Linked DNA regions of Zea mays: region 2 is linked to region 1. Evidence: chromatin contacts called from public Hi-C data. All regions are on one chromosome and are shown on one strand. Each heading gives the region's core, a stretch centred on a gene start, on an enhancer-like site or on the middle of the called end of the contact. The rest is flanking DNA. Distances are from core to core; before and after follow the strand shown.

Region 1 (5,241 bases), core at 2,668-5,167:
AGAAACCTATAAGGTTTAGGTGTTACTGGCAAAATATCCCCATTGTGCCAGAATGTTAGACTATAACGATTTATCTGATCGATAATAAATCATTGATGGATTACGATCTTTGATGGACTTTTGTAACACCATCATAGATATTGCAATGGATGAACGCCTGGAGCGATGTGTCATATTTAGAATATGTACTATTGCAACTATATTATCCCCTAAGTTCTATAGAAGGACATGTTACTTGCTTTGCACAACTATGTATAAATTGTGGTGTAAGATAGAAAATGATAGCACCCCAACCTCACACATTCTCGTTATTACAGATGAACAATGATACATATATCTTGAAGAATATGCTTGAGTTATGAGAGATAACGACTTTGACAGATGTCATCGTCAGGGGAGTGAATGCTTATATTGATCACAATCGTGAGACAATAAATGTCATATTCTATGCCCTGAAGGCGTTGCTTGATGGTCAATATGTGAACCCTTATAGAAATTTTTGTCAAATATATAGATCCAGTCGATCGAACACCATCAGTCAAAGTGGCTTATTTATGTTGATACGCGCACTTACCTCGTATATCCTAGAAGTGAGTAGAGGTAAAGTTCCTAAAATAGTCCTTGCAAGGATATGTAATCCGTTTGACAAATCTTTATGTGCATATACTTCCAGAAGATGTTTTGCCTTATTGATACGGTTTTGCAAGGATCGGGGGAGCACATTTCTAAATTTAGCCCTTGTAGAAGGTTCGATGGAATCCTGATCCAGAAGATCGAAATTTGTCCTGATGACATTTGCTATACTCTTTTTCCTTGGTGAGTTTTTCTGAAGTTTCTCACATAAGGTTTTTAATGAGGCAACAAAGTGCAAATGCAATTTGCGTCACCATGTACTCTTTCTCCATATTTTTCCCACTGGGTTTTTGGGAGTTTTAAAGAGGCATGTGTTGGTCTCGTTATTCGCCCAAGGGGGGGTGTTAAGTAACCCTAGTTAGGGTTATATGGGCAAATACCGACTTTGCCCCTGAGGGGTCTCACATCTCTATATAAGAAACCTGTACACCCCTTCATATGATAGAGAAGAGAAAAAGGCCAAAGGCCCACCCCTACATCGTGTATCGTGTGTTTCCTCTGTCGTGCAACTGGGAAGGGATATGGGTCTTCCACGACTTCTCGCGCCTAATCTGCTGACGGGAGGAAAGGGTGCGGATCTGGTGATCCGTGATAACGTAGTTCTCAACAGAATTAACACAGTTCATCACTTATTAGTCCATCTAACATAGGTGGAGGTTTTGTTTTGCCGACAAACGCTAGCTCGTTCGAGCTAACGAGCTGGCTCATTAATAAATGGAGCTAAGATATTAGCTTAGTTCGTGATAAAATTGAAAATGAGTCGAGTCAAACTGAACTGAGCTAATCATAAGCCAAACGAGCTATTCTTTCCAGCCCTACCCATGTGCAGCCCTTTTGCTTTGGCTACTGGTAAAAAAAATAGTGGAGCGGGGATGTGAGGATGTGTGGATGCCAAGTGGGACGTGTGGCCCAGAGGTTGGTGGGCCTGTCTATCGATCCGTGACGACGTGTGGCCCAGCCCAGACCACCAGACTGAGGTTTCAGAATGGAGGCCCAGTATAGATTTCTCTCCAGCGACCCGTGGCTCGCGTTGCCATCATCAGAAAAGAAAAGAAAGGGGGAAAATGCCAGTGAATCTGTTCCGTATACATTAACGGAACACGCACGCATCTGTGTGTCCCGCTCGCCCGTCCAGCCTGTCTGCCTGTGGATGTGGTGTGGTGAATGGACCACTAACCGGTGGCTAGTGGATGCAATTTTTTAATTCACGATGATGATAATGCTAGGTTAATCGATCGGGATTGGGCCAAAATAAGGTAGGCGGCCCACACAGCTGATGCTGTGGATCACCCACTAATCTCTACTACCTACCACTACTTGCAATACATACACTAGTATCGAAATCTACTAGCGTACGTTGGTTTGGAATCTGACACGACTGGAGGGACGCGCGCGCGGGAAAATAGTCTGGACAGTGACCTGCACCAACGACAATGGCGCTAGCTAGGCTGCTAGCTGCATGCTCTTCCTCTTCCACCTCCTGCAGCACTTCTTGTTGTGGGCCCTCTCTTCTTCTCTCATCTCTCTCCAAGCATCCTACGTCTATTTCTCTCTCTTTAATCACAGAAGAAGATGCTGGTCGCCTGGGAGCTAGCTAGCTAGGGTTCCTTCCCACTATTAGGTAGATTCCCATGCAGGCCATGCACGCATGGAGTACGCATCATGCTTGCTGCACTGCATCTCTTTCTTGGAAAGTTGGAATATGGAATTGGTATGGATTTCAAGTAGTAATAGCTAATAAGGCGTACGTGTAGATGCTACAGAATATATAAGTATCGGTCGATCATCTATCGATATATGGATTCGGAGAGAAGCGTAAATTATTATATATATTCTGTTAATTTATCACACTACTCGATCTGAACCACCATTAATACACACTACTCTCTCATCTCATCTCATCTCATCTCACCACCATGATCTCAGCTCGTTCCTCGCCTCGCCTGGATAATATATATGAGCTAGCAAATTCACAGAGCGCGTATGTACGTGTGTCCTCGCCAAACGATATGAGTCGCGGGCCGGGATCAGGAGGAGGAGTCGAGCATCTTCTTGTAGTACTCTTGGTCGTCGATCCTCCACAGCGAAAAATCGGAGCCGCAGTACTCCCACGGCGGCGAGGCCGGCGGCGGCGGCGAGGCGGCTGAGGCTGCGGCGGCGCCGTAGTAATAACAGTGACCACCAACAGCAGCTCCGCCCCAGCAGGCGTCCACGACAAGGTAGCTCATCGCCGCCGCATCGGCTGCCGCGATCTCGTTCCACAGCTGGTCCATGGGGAAGTCGTAGCACTCCTGCGGCTGCGGCTGGGGTTCCTCATCGTGCTTGGTCGCCGGCGCCGCGGTGGGCGTGGACGCCTCCTCGGTCTCGTCGCCGCTGCGCCGCGCTTCGTCCCGCCGTAGCGAAGACGACGACGACGACGACGATACGGGCGGGCGGCGGCACTCGGACGACGACGACACCGTCATCACCGAGGACGCCGACTCCGCCGCCGTCGACGTTGCTGCTGCGGCAGCCCTCCTCTCCTCGAGCGCCTTCTTCCTGGTCCGCGTCCTCCAGAAGTTCTTGATCTCGTTGTCGGTGCGCCCGGGCAGGCTCCTGGCGATGCGCGACCACCGGCTGCCCCACTGCGCGTGGAGCTCCACGATGCGGCGCTCCTCATCGGCCGTGATGCGGCCGCGCCGGAGCCCCGGGTGGAGGTAGTTCACCCACCGGAGGCGGCAGCTCTTGCCGGTGCGCCTCAGACCTGCACGCACGTCGCCGTCCGTATCCACAAGAGCCGCACGCAGATACGCGACAAAGATGAGGAGGAAGAAGAAGAAGCAAACGGTTAAGAACACTGCTAGCTGCTCGATCGAGGCCGACCGACCCTCCTCGTGCATGCGGAGTTGCATGGAGGCGGATCGGTCGACGCACCCGCCACCGCGCAAACCTGACACCTTTGCTAAGAAATCCCATCGGCGTTCGCCGAACAGGCGCACGAACCGTACCAGCTGCTCGTCCTCCTCGTCCGTCCACGGGCCCTTCCTCATGGCCGCGCCGCCCGTGCTGATGATGATCTGCTCGCCACCGTACTCTCCATCGCCATCGCTGTCCTTCTTGTTGTTCCTGCGGCTAATACATAGCAAGGACGACATGGTCGATCGATCGATCGATCGGTCGCTAGACCGTACCAGGCAGCTAGAAAGCAAGGACCAAGCTTAGCTTGTTGGATCGATCGATCGAGAGGGGAGAGAGGAGGAAGAAGAAACAACAGGCAGTGCTCTGTAGCTTATTGCTAGCTAGTTTGATTCCTTGAGCTCAGCTGGCCTCCCCTTTATACGAGGTCCACTTGCTGGGCTAGGGAGCGAGAGAGAGATAGAGCTAGTCAGCTAGCTTAGCTACAGAGCATAGTATAATGCATGGTGGACATGGCTAAGCGATAGAGCATCGTGGTGCGTGGTGACGCTCCTCAGTGCCGCCCGCACCATAGAGGCCATATATATCAGATCTAATTATTATCATTATCGTATTTACCTAGCATTCTAACTAACGTAATTATATATATGTCCATCCAGTCATAAAGTCAGAGTTTCGTGTCCTTATAGTGGTTCACTAGTACATATACAATATTAGTACTCTAAATCTATTTTTACTAGCCTTTAACGTTTCTGACTTTTGTCGATATGAATGAATGACCCAAGAAAATCGCAAGCTTCAAAGGCGTCCATTCTAGACAAACCATCACTATAAATATTTACGCCATCGATTTCTTTTTCTTGACAAAACACTACTATAAACGATTTTTAGAATTTTAAGCCCCAAATGAATCCAAATTAAAAAGTTTCGTCCACTGTCGGTGTTTGGTGCTGATTGTACACCATGGGATGTATCACGGGGTGCTTTTTATGGTTGGCGAGGTCAACGGTAGCTCAATGGTTCGTGCAGAACGCAACGTGACACAAGAATTATACAGGTTCACGTCGTTAGAAGGCGTAAAGCCCTACGTCCTGTGTGTTGTGGAGATTGTTTTGCTTTGGTCTCGAGGTTACAATGATGCACTACTAGCTCGAGGTGCCGGAGTGGGATGACTAAAAGATGGGATCTACTAGGTATGATCAGATGATGCGTAGGGGTCCCCAACCCGCCTTATATATGCTGATGGATTCGGGGTTACAAGTTAGTTTTTTTCCTCCTTATCATGTCCCCTGTGATCTCGAGTCTATTCCCGAGTCAACAGTGAGTCTTCGCGCTTTTCTTAACGGAAAGAATCCGCCTCCCTTCCTTGATCTCCAAGCTTTTGCACCATCTTTAGGCATCAGTTGGCCGATTGGCCCATAAAATCAGCCGCCCGACCTACTTAGGCCCTCCAACAACCCATGCACCGGATCTGCGTCATGGGGACACGGATATCTACCCCCCTCAAACCCTTGAGAGTTAAGTCGATTTTGAGAACAATTGGCTCGAGACTCCAAAGAAAACCTTGACTCATGTGTGAAGACCTTCATTAACAACTTATTTTGTTGACTTTGAGTTAAAATCAACTCGAAGGTGTCACACCCGGCTTTAAGGAACAAAGTCAGGTGCATCTCATATATGCGCCAAGAAGACAACATATATAATAACAGAGTG
Region 2 (5,117 bases), core at 1,736-4,235, 190 kb after region 1:
GGAAGCTCTTGATGATGAGCGCCATCTCCTCATTGTCGAGTTTAGAGGCGTCGATGGGTTGTCTACTTGATGTAGACTCCTCCTTCTTCTCCTCCGTCTCCTTGAATGCGACCGGTTGTGCTTCGGGCGTGGAGGGGCCGTCTAGCTCGATGATTTTCTTTGAACCTTTGATCATCAACTCAAAGCTCACAAAATTTCCTATTACCTCCTCGGGAGACATTAGTGTATATCTAGGATTACCTCGAATTAATTGAACTTGCGTAGGATTAAGAAAAACGAGGGATCTTAGAATAACCTTGACAATCTCATGGTCATCCCATTTGGTGCTCCCGAGGTTGCGCACTTGGTTCACCAAGGTATTCAAGCGGTTGTACATGGCTTGAGGGCCCTCGCCTTGGTTGAGTCGGAACCGACCGAGCTCCCCCTCGATCGTCTCCCGCTTGGTGATTTTGGTCACCTCATCTCCTTCGTGCGCGGTCTTGAGTACGTCCCAAATCTCCTTGACGCTCTTTAACCCTTGCACCTTGTTATACTCCTCTCGACTTAGAGAGGCGAGGAGTATAGTGGTGGCTTGAGAGTTAAAGTGCCGGATTTGGGCGACCTCGTCCGAATCATAGTCTTCATCCCCCGGTGATGGTACCTGTACTCCAATCTCAACAACATCCCAAATGCTAGTGTGGAGTGAGGTTAGATGATGCCTCATTTTATCACTCCACATATTATAATGTTCACCATCAAACATAGGTGGTTTGCCTAATGGGACAGAAAGTAATGGAGTACGTTTGTAAATGCGTGGATAGCGTAGGGGAATCTTACTAAACTTCTTTCGCTCATGGCGCTTAGAAGTTACGGACGATGTGTCGGAGCTGGAGGTGGATGGCGACGAAGAGTCGGTCTCGTAGTAGACCACCTTCCTCATCTTCTTCTTCTTGTCACCGCTCCGCCACGACTTGTTGTGTGAAGGGGATCCCTTCACTTTGTTGGCGGACTCCCTAGATGGAGCCTTCCCATGGCTTGTGGCGGGCTTCTCGCCGGTCCCGGTCTCCCTCTTGGCGGATGCTCCCGACATTACTTCGAGCGGTTAGGCTCTAATGAAGCACCGGGATTTGATACCAATTGAAAGTCGCCTAGAGGGGGGTGAATAGGGCGAATCTGAAATTTATAAACTTAAGCACAACTACAAGCCGGGTTAGCGTTAGAAATATAAATGAGTCAGAGAGAGAGAGAGCGCAAAACAAATCGTGAGCAAATAAAGAGCGAGACACGATGATTTGTTTTACCGAGGTTCGGTTCTTGCAAACCTACTCCCCGTTGAGGTGGTCACGAAGTCCGAGTCTCTTTCAACCCTTTCCCTCTCTCAAATGGTCACTTAGACCGAGTGAGCTTCTCTTCTCAATCAAACGGAACACGAAGTTCCCGCAAGGACCACCACACAATTGGTGTCTCTTGCCTTGGTTACAATTGAGTTGGTCACAAGAAGAATGAGAAAGAAAAGAAGAAATCCAAGCGCAAGAGCTCAAATGAACACAAATATCACTCTCTCACTAGTCACTATTGATTGGAGTTGTCTTTGGACTTGAGAGAGAATTTGATCTCTTTGGAGTGTCTAGAATTGAATGCTATAGCTCTTGTAATGTGTTGAAGGTGGAAAACTTGGATGCCATTGAATGTGGGGTGGTTGGGGTATTTATAGCCCCAACCACCAAAAATGGCCGTTGGAAGGCTGCTGTCGCATGGCGCACCGGACAGTCCGGTGCGCCAGCCACGTCAGCAGACCGTTGGGGTTCGACCGTTGGAGCTCTGACTTGGGGGCCCTGAGCTGTCCGGTGGTGCACCGGACAGGTCCTGTAGACTGTCCGGTGCGCCAACTGCGCGTGCTCTGTCCTCTGCGTGTGCAGGCACGCATTTAATGCGTTGCAGTCGACCGTTGCGCGCGAAGTAGCCGTTGCTCCGCTGGCACACCGGACAGTCCGGTGAATTATAGCGGAGCGGCCTCCCATTTTCCCGAAGGTAGCGAGTTCAGCGTCGAGTGCCCTGGTGCACCGGACACTGTCCGGTGCGCCAGACCAGGGTGCCTTTTGGGATGTCTTTTGCTCTCTTTGTTTGAACCCTTTCTTGGTCTTTTTATTGGCTTATTGTGAACCTTTGGCACCTGTAAAACTTATAGACTAGAGCAAACTAGTTAGTCCAATTATTTGTGTTGGGCAATTCAACCACCAAAAATCAATTAGGAAAAAGGTGTAAGTCTAATTCCCTTTCAGTATTCCAAGAGACAGGTCAACACGAACCTCAAAGCGCCCCGAGCCAGCCCTGAAGGGAACGCCTGGAACGGTCGCACGCGCGCGGCCAGGCTTGACTAAGCGGCTGTTTACTCAAGCACGCAAATCGAGACGTTGGTTTTGTTGGTTTTTTTGTTATATTTTGTAATTAAAAGATTTAATTACCGAGCCGATTTCATATCTGTGTTTCTAATATTTTTACGAACAAAACTAGACCGCACATGCTATGTATATTTTAAATAAAAAATTTACATGGTTAAGATTAGTATATAATTAGTGTTTATTAACATGTAGTTAGTGTCTATTAAATGATTTTAACATATAATTACTGTCTATTAATACAATTTTCATTTATTTAATAACTTTTTAAACGCATACAACAAATATTCATATAGACAACCAATCAACATCTGTCATGAACTAGACTGATCACATGCAGACAACTAAACAAAAGAAGGTGCATGTATTCAGCCAGACTAGTTAGAGGTAGGCTCACTAGATACGAGCCAGGCTTAGCCATGCATGCAACCAAACAGACCACATTGTGAGTTTCGGCTTAGGCTTTTGGTAGTAAGAGTGGCATGGGCCTTCAGTATGGCCACATTGTAGATTATGTACTGTGTTTCGGTGTCACATGAGTGGACGAGTGAGAGATCAGTTCCAGTTGGGCCTTTATAAAGCCCAACAGGCCCATTAAAACCCTTTCGCTTCGGCCATCTCCTCCTCCCGTTTCTTCTCCCACGAAAACCTGGCAGCCGCCGCCGAACTCGAAGCAGCAGCCATGGTGCTCGCGCGCAAAAAGTTGAAGCTGAAGCTCCACACGCTCCTCCCAGCCGGCAAAGCCGCGGAGGAGGAGCATGGAGAGGATGTGGAGGCCGTAAAGGAGAGGCTCGCATCCTCCAAGCGGCTGCGCCCCAAGCGGGAGCGGAGGCCCAAGAAGAAGCTGTCGCTCCCCGAGGTGGTGCGGCAGACGGAGGAGGAGATAAGGGAGGAGGTGGAGCGGAGGAGGGAGGAGAGGAGGAAGGAGAAGAAGGAGAAAAGGAGGATCAGGAGGTTGATGGAGGCCGAGGCCGCGGAGCCGGAAACGCAGCAGGTGGAGGGGGAGATAGGGGAGGCCGATTCTGCTGCCGGGTCTGAGTCTGACCAGCCGGTCGAGGCAAAGGATAGGTGAGTTAGGGCTTGGAAAGTTGGTTCCTCTGCCCAAAAGGATTGCTGAATTCGTGAAATATTCATCGCAATAGCATGAAGGCATGGTGTGAGCTCTGAACAACAGTGGCATAATAATAGTCAGATATATAATCGACAAATGCAGGGTTTAGTAGTAGAGCTTTTTGCTATTATAGTATTCCTTTTATCAGGCTGCTCTCTTTTAGTACTTACAATTTTATCTTCTCTATAATAGTACTTACAAGTGAACCTATCCTTTAAAATAGTATTCTAACCCATTTTAATTGTTTTCATTTTATTTTCTTATTTCTCACCACCTAAATTAGCCGTACTGCTATATCAGTTCTAGCAGGAATTCATACTGCCAATGCTAATATCTGTGTCTAGTTTGCTTAGATGCTATTGACTGGCTGAGGGATGAGGGTCACCAGCAACCGTTTGAACATGTTCTTGTCAAGATAGATAGTAGTAGTTTTGTATATTATTTTTATTTGGCATGAAGATGGAAGACGAATGATAGACAAAGGAATTACTTGGAGTTGTTCAGCCGTGGATGATAGCTACTGTGATATATAACCTAACCGGTCAGTACGTCAGTAATAAATATGATCACACTTGTCGATGCATCTGAGAATTACACCTGCGATATCTAGTCTGTTGTATGTATGTATGCATTCTTGTGATGAATAGAGATGTGGAGGGAGAGAGGAAAAGTAGGGAGTACGGTGCTGAGAAATAAGAAAAGAAAATAGAAATGATTAAAAAGAGGTCGAAGTACTATTTTAAAGAATAGGGTTACCTATGAATACTGTTATGGAGAAGGTAAAATTATAAGTACTAAAAAGAAGAAGCCTAATGAAATGAGTATTATAATAGCAAAAGCTCCTTAGTAGAAGGCTTTGGTCATAATGTAGTGCTGTGCTGCTTGATCATAATATACGAAAAGCTGTGCAACCATCTTACTGTTCTGTGATCTAATTGTATTTTTTATGGCGGATCCATTACATTAATATTGTTAGAAGAAAAGAATTCACCATTTTTTGTCTGTCAGTTCTTGTAGCATTAGGGTACCGTTTGGTTCAAATATTTGTAACGTAATGGGTAAGTGATAACGTTAAATTATGTTTGTTTTAGTCCAACCGTAATCAGATACCATACTAAAAATTGATACCGGACTATTCAAACTTGTTACCGCCCGTAATCGAGTGTAAACCATTACCATTACCCTTTACGTTACATTTCGTGAACCAAACAGCACCTAGGTTGCTTGATGTTGTTATATCTTTTTAATATTTGAGAGTGCTGAAGTTATTTTTAGTAGTTGTATAATGTTTTGTTGGCCTTTTATGCTCTTTTTTCAGCGACCAAAATATAAACAAGTTGGAAGTGACCAACCCCGCTGTTGGGTCCAACAATAACATTGTTCCAGACAATAGGTAAGCTATAGTACAATATAGTGATGCTCTTGTACTTGTAGAGAGTGTAGGTGATGGAGAAATTCTGCAGTTTCAGCTTATACGGTGTGATCTCTGTCGGCACTAGTTGCGTAATGCTTTCATCTTTGTTTCAGGCAGCAGAATCACAAAATGCAGTTGGCCAAAACTGTTGTCGTGTCTGACAATCATGTAGTCGCAGAGCATAGGTGAGTTAGGGCCTGATAGATTGGTGATT

The links. Hi-C and Micro-C count contacts between places; a contact is called where the count stands out from the background.
Region 2: a contact with region 1 is called in a Hi-C map of leaf, with 4 times the contacts expected there. The contact joins the promoter of LOC103629229 here to the promoter of LOC100272853 in region 1. A contact is called at or near these places in 4 of 25 Hi-C or Micro-C datasets (bundle sheath, endosperm and leaf).

What each region holds. Positions count from the first base shown.
Region 1 is chr6:42,653,347-42,658,587 of Zm-B73-REFERENCE-NAM-5.0, forward strand. It overlaps LOC100272853, which reads right to left and starts at 3,918. Exons shown (of 2, transcript NM_001353547.1): 1 at 3,621-3,918; 2 at 2,440-3,376. The coding sequence starts at 3,098. The coding sequence ends at 2,661.
Region 2 is chr6:42,841,661-42,846,777 of Zm-B73-REFERENCE-NAM-5.0, forward strand. It overlaps LOC103629229 (phragmoplastin interacting protein 1), which reads left to right and starts at 2,986. Exons shown (of 6, transcript XM_008650407.4): 1 at 2,986-3,446; 2 at 4,808-4,882; 3 at 5,017-5,088. The coding sequence starts at 3,061.